Linked DNA regions of Oryctolagus cuniculus: region 2 is linked to region 1. Evidence: chromatin contacts called from public Hi-C data. All regions are on one chromosome and are shown on one strand. The core of a region is the stretch at or near the end of the contact, and the rest is flanking DNA. Distances in the headings are between cores, read along the strand shown.

Region 1 (4,634 bases), core at 1,493-3,992:
ACTACATAGGCGCTTGGTCAACCATCTCTTGGCATAGAAATTAAAGGGAAGCTCAGTGAGTGGTCAGAGGAACAGCCCTCCCCTCCCCTCCCCTCCCACCAGTGCCCCTGGGGCAGATGGCTCTGTGCTGAGAAGTCTCAGCCCAGAGCAATCAGTGGCCAGAGTTGCTTATTGAAAACGCAGCTTCCAGATCACCTCACCTTCTTGCCCAGGTTCTGATTGAGTGGGTCTGGAACAGGCCCAGGAACCTGCATTCTAAACAAGCTCTGGGGTTGATGCTGACACAGGAGATTCACAGGGATGAACTGATGACAGCTGACCAAGGAGAAAGGACCCACCCTATGCCAGGTGCACCTGCTATTCTGAGAACTTCTAGGATTGGCACTTTGTCATCTGTCTCTCAGTTCTGGGTGGGAAGTGGATCAGGCTGTTAAGCAAGGAGGTGGAAATTAACCTGTGTGTGAGAGAGAGGCCAAAGGAAAACCAAGCACCTGTGGGAAGAAATGGAGCAGCCTCTAGCAGCCTCGGAAGCTCACCGTGGAAGCAGCACACTGCTTTAGGCTTCCGTGTCCTGCCCATGCCCCAGTAACTACACAGGTGGTCCCAGCCTTCCCTGCAAGGGGAGTTCCCCTGGAGAACCCTCTCTGCCCCACGCCCAGGGCTGCCCAGTCTGATAACACTGGGTAATAAAACTTATTTCACACCCAGCCAACTCTTTGTTCAGGAGAAGGGGTGGGCAAAAATGGAGGAGGACCTGGGCTCCATTCCTTTATAAGCCCCAGTCTGAATGCAAACTGCAGGCTCAGCTTTTCCCTCACTAGCCTGCTGAGTCTATCAGGTTTATTTCAACTCTCAGCTCTTTGTAGAGATGCCCACCTGGCTGTCAGGTGCCTTCTCTTCATTAAATGATGCAGCCTGGCTTATCCCAGTATGAATGACTGGACACTGTTTCAGATCCATCGTTAGAGCGGATGCCCTACCTCATGAAACCTTGCTACCTTGCTTACCACTACTCTGTTTTATGCCTAAATTTTTCTTGCACGAAGAACCTCTGTTCCAGCCAGCTCTGCCAACATTACCCTACATTTCTCAAGGCAGGTGGGTGTTGTGCCACTGCTCCATCCATTTGTACATTTCTGCATTCCTCCATTCATTCACAACACGAATGAGCCCCGTATGCGGCAGGCCCTGGGCTAGGAGCTGAGGAGTGATGGGTGAACAACACCCACTGTCCGAGATCTTTAGAAAACAATTGCATGCATGAATACAACTTTGCCAACAATTCTAAGAACTAAGAATGAAAGTTGCAGGTCCCATGAGAGATAAAACAGCAAATCTTGGTTTAGCCCAAAGCATTGGAAGAGTCCTCTGTGGGATGTGGCATTGAAGCTGAGACTTGAAGGATGAGTTGGACTTAGGGGAAGAATGTTCTAGAACTCACCTTCCAGACGCTTCTGTGAAGACGGGAATGTTCTGCTCTGTGCTATCTGCTGTGGTAGCCACCAGCCACACTGAGTTCACCACTACCTCCTCTCCCCTGGCTCGGGCTGCTTAGCACTGGGGGTCAAAGGTCATGAGGAGATTGCCAGATTTTGCCTTTGTGGTGGTAGGAGCACCCTGACAGCACCCAAGTGTTTCTTGGAGTGTGGACAGATGGCTCACAGACTGTGGAATTTGCCTGTATTGTCTGCCTCCTCCAATTTGTATTGAAGTAGTTTGTACTGCTTCCTTCATTTGTTGAGTTGGGCAACAGGGGTGGTGACCATGGGCTGGGCACAGCACTGTGTTATCCCTGTGCATTGTCTTAGACTTCACAGTGATGAGAGGTGCTGCTTGTTATCTATGCTTTACCAGTGAAGAAAATGAGGCTCGGGAGAGGTACAGGGCAGCTAAGCCAGCCATCAGGCCCCCTTGGTGTTCATCCCATGAGCTGAAGAGTTCTATTCATGCAAAGTCCCACCCATGCTGTGCATAGCAGCTTTGTTTGTAATTGCCAAGACTCGGAAGCCACAAAGATGTCCCTTGGTGGGTGCATGGGCAAAAGGTCATGTCCAGACAATGGAATATTACTTAACATGAGTAGGAAATGAGCTATCAAGTCATGAAAAGCTATGGAGGGAACTTAATGCTTATTACTGAATGAAAGAAGCCCATCTGGAAAGGTTACATACTGTGATTAGAACTCTACGTGGATGATATTCTAGAAAAGGCAAAACTCCAGAGACAACAGTTCAGTGGTTTCCAGGGGCTTGGGGACAGCAAGAGATGAACAGATGAAGCTCTGGAGATTTGTGTGATATTAGGGTAGTGGGTGTGTGTCATTGCACATTTGTCCAAACCCATGGAAAGTGCAGTGCCGAGAGGGAGCCCTGGTGTACGCTGGACCTTGGAGGTTAGTGTTGTGTCCATGGAGGTTCGTGCATTGTAGCAAATACACTGCTCTGTTAGGGGATGTTGATGGTGGGCGGGAGAGGCTGTGTAGAAGAGGGCTCTGCATTTTCCATTCAGCTATGCTGTGGACCTAAAGCTGCCCTAAAAAATATAGTCTCCTTTAAAAACTTTCAGTACCTGTCCAAGGTCCCAGGGCTAGTGAACAGTGGTGCTGGGCCTAGCGTGCAGGGCTGTTCCCCTTCCAGGGCTGTCCCACCTCCCTGGTGCCTTCCATACCCCACAGACACTCTGGTGTTTAGTGACAGCTTTGAGTTACAGTGATTTCATGATTGGGCACGAATCCCATTTTCCAGATAAGGAAACAGGCTTAGAGAGGTTGGCTGACTCACTCAAGTCGCCTAGCCTGTGGATGCGAAGGTGAGTCAGATCTGGAATCTAAGTTAATTGACTCAAATCTCGAGGCTGTTGTTGGATAACACTCTGAGCCCCTGATTGAGAAACTCATCAGGTCTAGAACACACACAGAGCGGGGTCTGGACTGATGGCCTGCACCTGCACCTGGCTTTTGCTGGGCCTCGCCTCATCCCTTTCCTGGCTGGCAGTGCCTGGGGCCTGTGTGCACCCCCAGCAGGCCATGGGTTCTCTTCTACATGTGGGTGGCCAGACCGTTGGCTGCGAGGGAAGCTTGCAACTGCAATGGACAAGACCCTTGGGAAACACAGGGGGACCCTTGGAACTCCTTGCTCTGCCCCTTCTGTAACGGCAAGTCTTCCCATGCCTTCCCCTTCCCGGCCGAGGCTGTGAGCTCTTCTGTCTCCAGTCCTGGCCTCCTGCCAGGCCCCCTCTCCTTTGGGTCCTTTCTCTTCCCTTTGCTTCTAGGCTGCACCCCTTCCCTTTTCTCTCCCAGTGAAGGAGATGGGGCTGCTGCTCATGTCTGTTTTGAGTTGTGGCAAGGACGTAGGGTTTTTCAGCTCTTGTGCCAACTGGTCATGCATGCAAGTTCCCCCGGGAGGGGGTGTGACTTTGGGCAAGGTGACTCTTCTACCAAGGTGAATATTTATTATTTTAAAAGATTTATTTAGCTATTTATTTGAAAGTCAGAGTTAGAGAGGGAGAGACCGAAAAAGAGAGTTCTTCCATCTACTCTTGCACTCCCCAGATGGCTGCCATGATCAGTACTGGGCCAGGCCGAAGCCAGGAGCTTCATCCAGTTCTCCCATGTGGGTACAGGGGCCCAAGTACTTGGGCCATCTTCTGCTGCTTTTCCCAGGCCACCAGCAGGGAGTTGGATCAGAAGTGGAGCAGCCAGGACACTACTTGGCACCCAAATGGGATGCCAGCATCACAGGCGATGGCCTTACCTGCTACACCACAATGCCAGCTCCTTACCAAGGTGATCATAGAGAGTTGGCAGCTGGCAGCACTTATGGCAGTCAAGGGCACAAGTCCTTCGGCCCTGAAGAGGGGTCTGGGCTGCTCATCCCAGGTCTACAGAAGTCCTGCTTTTGTGCCACTGGGATCCAGCACTTCCTAGAGGCTGTGGAAGCATCTCCTCCCCGTGACTGCTTGATTTTCACTCACTGTCAAAGACAGGCAAGTAGATTCACTACCTGGTGCCAAGGGCAGCCCTTCCTGTCCTCAGTGGGCAGCAGCAGCTCTACCTCCTCCTGCTGGCCAGGGTTGACTGCCCCAAATTCCTGCCTCCTTGGCAGGAGGGAGGCAAAGTGTCCAGGTGGCAGCTTGTAGTTCTATGAGTCTTATGTGATGCCAGATACGCACACACAGACACGCGCGCGCGCCATGGGTAATCATGGCCTCTACACATGCAGAGCCCAGGGCTTCAGGGATAGACAGCAAGAGCTTCCTGGGGAGGTTGCTGAGAGTGGTGGCAGGTGGGACCTCTTCCTGTTGCTTCCCAAGGCCTGGGTTCTACCCAGGGGGGACTGCAGCCCCCTAAGGGGGGATCTGGGAAGGGCAAGGAGGCTCATGCAAGCAATCTGAAACAAAGTCACTTGCTGTCACCTTAACGTTTTTAGGAGTGCTCCCTCTGGCAACATAGAGCCTGTTCTAAGAGGACTTTGAAGTCATGGCAAGAAGGGTGCAGGGTGTCTTCCCGGCTCGGCAGGGGTAGCTGGAACCCTGCCCATGGAGCACCCCTGAGTCTTTCTGCTCCCATGGCTGCCTCCCTGGGCTCTAGCTCCAGCTTTGGCCACAGCCTACCCCACAGGGTTCAAACTCTCCTT
Region 2 (4,634 bases), core at 752-3,251, 56 kb after region 1:
TTTTAAAAGGAGCAAAGGATTATTGTCCAAGGGCTCTTGCCTATTCTAACAATAGAAAACAGGCAGGCTCCAACAAGCCCATCATCACCACAGGCTCCATACTTCTTCAGAAATCACCTGGTCTCCCAGAGCCGCTACGTGCAAGGCCATCCACTCCACAGGGCCAAAATCTGACCAGGCGTGACACGTTAGCATGGTGCACGTCCAGCTCCCAGAAGGCTGTGCGACAAGCTTAATGTTAGAGAAAATTAGTACCTCGACAACTAGGAACCACATTCAGCTTTTCCACTCTCCTCGCTCAGGCACAGTGCTCCAACAGCCACTGAGTGGAAACACAAGGGTCCCTGCTTTCAGACGCTCTGCAGAAGATGAGCACCTTGGCTCTGGGGTGGGGTGGGGTCACTGCACCCCATCCCACACGGTAGGGGACTGATGCTCGGTGCTCTGTACAGTTTGGAATGGTTCTCAGTGGCCTGGCCTTGCATTTGCATGGATGGAGGACCACAGTAAAGCCTGTTTTCCAAGGAAAAGGAGGGTTGTCCTCACTCAGGGGACAATTTATGGGTGTCCGTGAAGGCAGGGTGGACAAGCAGAGCTTTCAGAGGCTCTGTCCAGCTCAGCCATCTGTGATTCAAGGGCATGGCTGACTCACCCTCCAAGCCACAGGCCCCTAGCCAACCATCTTTTCATGCACACCTAGAACCCGTGCCCCAGGCCTGCCACGCACCCCTTGACCCCCCCACACCTCAGTCTGCTCACCTGCAAAGTCCAGGCCCTGGATGAGACAATGCCAATGTCCCTTCTGCTACGAGTGCTTAATATTAGGATTGAGTCATTCAGACCCAAACGAGAGAAAAAAGGGCATTCTGCCTCGGGACCCTGCTCTTGTCCAGGCACCCACAGGAGCTCTGCCTCAGAGGAGGACAAGGTGGAGAGGTCAGCAGGCCACCTCCATTCCCCGGGGCCTGTTCCCTGCACACCTCCTCAGCTGCAACTGCCAGGGCCCCCGCAGGAGGGGGCAGCCTTGGAAAGGGAGGAGGTGGTCCTGGCCACCAAGGACAGGTCCCTCCGAGGGCGAAAGGTGCTGGGCAGACCAGGAGCTCTCCCGCCTACGCCTCTGGGGCCTCCCCTCCTCCTCCATGGAGAAGCACAGGGATGGCTCTGAACTTGAGCAGTGCAAACGGACCACCGGGGCCAAGGGGTCAGGGCAGAGGAGAGGCGCCGGGCAGCACGCGGAGGGGGCCCGGCAATGCACCTGTGGGGTGGGCCTCCGACGCCGAGCCGGCTGCTCACCTGATGAAGGTGGTCTTCCCGGTGGAGTACTGGCCCACCAGCAGGACCATGGGCTTGTTGTCGAAGTCGGCGTCCTCCAGGGCCGGCGAGTGGAACTCATGGAAGCGGTAATGCTCTTCCAGGGGCAACAGCTTGGTCTTGTAGAGTTTCTTGAGCCCCTCGCTCACCGTCTGGAAGACCTCAGGGTCCTTCCTCCGGCGATCGTCGGTCCCCAGCCAGCTGAACATCGCGACGGCCGCGCGCCCCGCCGCCCAGGCGCAGCAGGCTCTCGGGGAAGGCGCTGCTCACCGGGAGAGCTCGGAGCTCAGCCGCACCATGGCCCACGCGCCGCCGCTGGCCCCCGGCTTCATTCGGCGGCAGCCCAGGCCGGGGCTCGGCTCGACTCGGCGCCGCGGCGCAGGAGGGCTGCGCTCTTGGAAATAAACGAACGTCGAGGCTGCGAGGAAACTGCCAGATGCCGGGGTCCCCGGCCCCCCTTGCCAGCCCTCGCCCTGGCTCGCGTCGCGCTCGCCGCCGGCTAAGAGATGCTCGGGCTCCGCGGCTGCGCGGTTCGCGGACAGCTCCGCAGCCGCAGCGGCATCCCGCGGCCCCGGCGCCGTTTAAATGCCAGCCTCGCAGGAAGCCGGCGCGCGGAGGAAGTCCCCGAGTGCTGGCAAGGCCGGGCCGGCCGCGCGGTGCCAGCGACGCGAAGCCGGGCAGGGCGCCGCCATGTCTGAGGGCAGCGCTCTGAGGAGAGCCGGGGCCGACCGCGTCCCGTGGGGCAGGCGCGGGCGGCTGGGCCCTGGCCTTGGGAACAGCGCCCTCTCAGGGACGGCTGCGAAGACAGAATCGAGATGCCCTGCTTGGAGGCTGGCGTTTCCTTCCAGCCACTGCGCTCAGAACGCAGGTACTCTAGTATTTGGCAGTATTTTTTCTTGCGGGCGCGTGGGAAGGATGGTCCAATGTCAGGTTCAATGAAACCACTCGAGGGGCCGCCTCCTGAACTGTTTGCCAGGCTTGGGGTGAGCTCAACGCTGTTGGCATTCCTTCCCTCATTTTGTTTGTTCCTTCCTGCCCACCAGACACGCCTGGCTCCGCTAGTGCTGTGTTCTTATCAGCGGGCAGGCACCTTGTGGTGACTTGAGGTTAACTGGAGCGCTTATATAGGCTGAGGTCCCGCAGTGGCGGCCGAGGCCAGCCGTGCAAGGGGGACACGCTGGCAGGGGGCCTTGGGAGCCCAGGGAAGGGGAGCCTCACTCACGCAGGCGCTGGGTCCAGTCAACCATGGATGGACGTTCCAGGCGGAGCAAGCGGCCCTTGCGAAGGCCTGAGGAACGTGGAGGAATGTGTTGAGTCCAAGACAGAGCAAGCAGCTTGGCAGAACTGGAGTGGACTCCAAGAAGGTGGAGCAGGTGACTGAAGTCAGGCAAAGGAGGCTGAGGCTGTGAAGGCCGGGACACACAGCGACTGGGAACTAAAACGGTACTCTTCCTAGTCACTGTTGCGCTAACACATTGCTCCCCAGGGTTATGGTCTCTGCCAGCAGTGTTTCCTCTAACCTTCCTAGCTGTTGTAGCTTGAGTAAGATATGGCTCCTGACCTCGTGCAGAAGTCCTAAATTGCTGTATTAAGAGCATAGAAAGGGGTGATCCAATTGAGGTGTTTAGGAGGTAGGTCCTTAGGTCACTGGACACATGCCCTTGGGAGGTGTTCTCCCCAGAGGGTTGCTTACAAAGGCTCAGCTGATTGTGGTCACTCTCTGCTTCCTGGTTCACCATGGGCTCACTCATTTTGCCAACTTCATCAGAGGGTCCAACCAATGGGGCCAGTCTTGCACCCCAAAACTGTTAGCCCAGAGAAACCCTCTTCCTTTGCAAGTAGCCTGGGTGAGGTGTTTAGCCCTAGTGGCCAAAAGCTGAGGAATACAGCAGCTCTGTGAGGCAGACGTTATTACCTCCAGCAGCATACCCAGGAGAGCAGATGGGAACATGGGCCAGGTATGGGCAAAAAGGGGTGCATTGTCTGTAGGGGATTTAAACATAAGAGTAAACCAACTCAGGATTGATCTGCTTTGTATTAGCACTGTTGTGAACAACGTGGTGAGCAAATGCTCCTCCTAAGGTAGATGGCTTCCCCTGCCTCTGTTCCACAGGTGAGGAAGCCAGGTAGGCTAAAGCACCAGGTGGGGACTGACGATGCTGGGGGCCAGGATGGACAGGGAGCAGAGGAACGACAGAGGCTGGAGGCCAGGAGATGGTTCAGGAGGCTGGGAGGCATCAGCAGTAGGAGCAGAGAAGATGTCTGAGCCAAGAGATTTTCCTTCAGGGTAGAACTCACAGGTCTTGGTGAGAAGGAAAGAAGGGTGAGATCGCGTCTAAGCTGATTCTGGATTTTCTACTATAGACGCTTGCAGAAGCTCCTCCACTAACTAGGAGGCAAGAAGAAAGAGGATGGAGCAGATAGGGCCGATGCGTTTGGTCTGACACATGGTGCATTTGAAGTGCCTGTGGAAGCTTTGGGTAGAGGATGACAGTGAAGCCATGGGGCTTTGCTACGCTAAGCGGAGGCGGGTGCTGAATAGAACCTCCTCAGTGACAGCTCTGATCTCCTGGATCCTTAAACTCCAAAGCTGATTACCTCTCCCTGCATTCTCTGTACCCCTGATAGAGAAACCACTTAGATGAATATTTCATCCTTGGCAATTAGGCTCCAGCTTGTCCACTGAAGTAGTATCACAAACATTGGACAACTCACATGTACAATCAGAGCAAATGCCGAGGGTGTGTGGAGCTTGGAGAGGTCTGGGCCCATCTTGGGAGAGAGGTCAGGACAGCCGGGGTGGCGGGGGGACATTGAGTGCCCCATTAAGAACATATTTCAAGACTTTTGTGACCAGTTAGGCATTCTGTTGTGTGCCACTAAATGCCCAGTGTGAATATCTAATTTGCCATGTGCCTATTGACACAGCTACTCTGGCCTAAACCCTGAATACATGGAAATCTACCTTTCTCCCCCTAAAAGAACCAAGTAATAGTGCGTATTTTTATATCCTAGCATTGTTATAAAACACAATGTTAAAATATATACCATTTACAAAACAGCAAATACCTCAGAAATAGATCTGACAAGACATGCAAGACTTTTCTATGGACTTGAGAAAAACATGGTGGAAATGTGCGAAAGGAGTTCTAAATCTGTGGAAGAAATACACATATTCCATCAGGAGAGAGTTCATGTCACCAAGCTGTGAATTCTTTACAGCATATGAGGGGGCTTCAGAGAGTTCAGGGGAAAGTGGAAAAACAAGGCATGTGTTCCATGAAGCCCCTCAGAACTGACAGAGTGACTAACTGATAGAGCTC

What was found. Hi-C and Micro-C count contacts between places; a contact is called where the count stands out from the background.
Region 2: a contact with region 1 is called in a Hi-C map of embryonic fibroblasts, with 2.9 times the contacts expected there. The contact joins the promoter of EHD3 here to the enhancer-like site in region 1. A contact is called at or near these places in 2 of 6 Hi-C or Micro-C datasets (ear pinna and embryonic fibroblasts).

What each region holds. Positions count from the first base shown.
Region 1 is chr2:171,362,084-171,366,717 of mOryCun1.1, forward strand. It overlaps a transcript of XDH not described here. Among named protein-coding and RNA genes, the nearest start is that of EHD3, 57 kb to the right of the region's middle. Within about 2 kb of position 2,743, at least 1 of the 8 cell types and tissues checked has an H3K27ac peak or open chromatin away from gene starts, as enhancers often do.
Region 2 is chr2:171,418,901-171,423,534 of mOryCun1.1, forward strand. It overlaps EHD3 (EH domain containing 3), which reads right to left and starts at 2,002. Exons shown (of 6, transcript XM_002709932.5): 1 at 1,294-2,002. The coding sequence starts at 1,520. LOC103347710 (a long non-coding RNA gene) reads left to right here and starts at 2,190. Exons shown (of 2, transcript XR_516297.4): 1 at 2,190-2,754.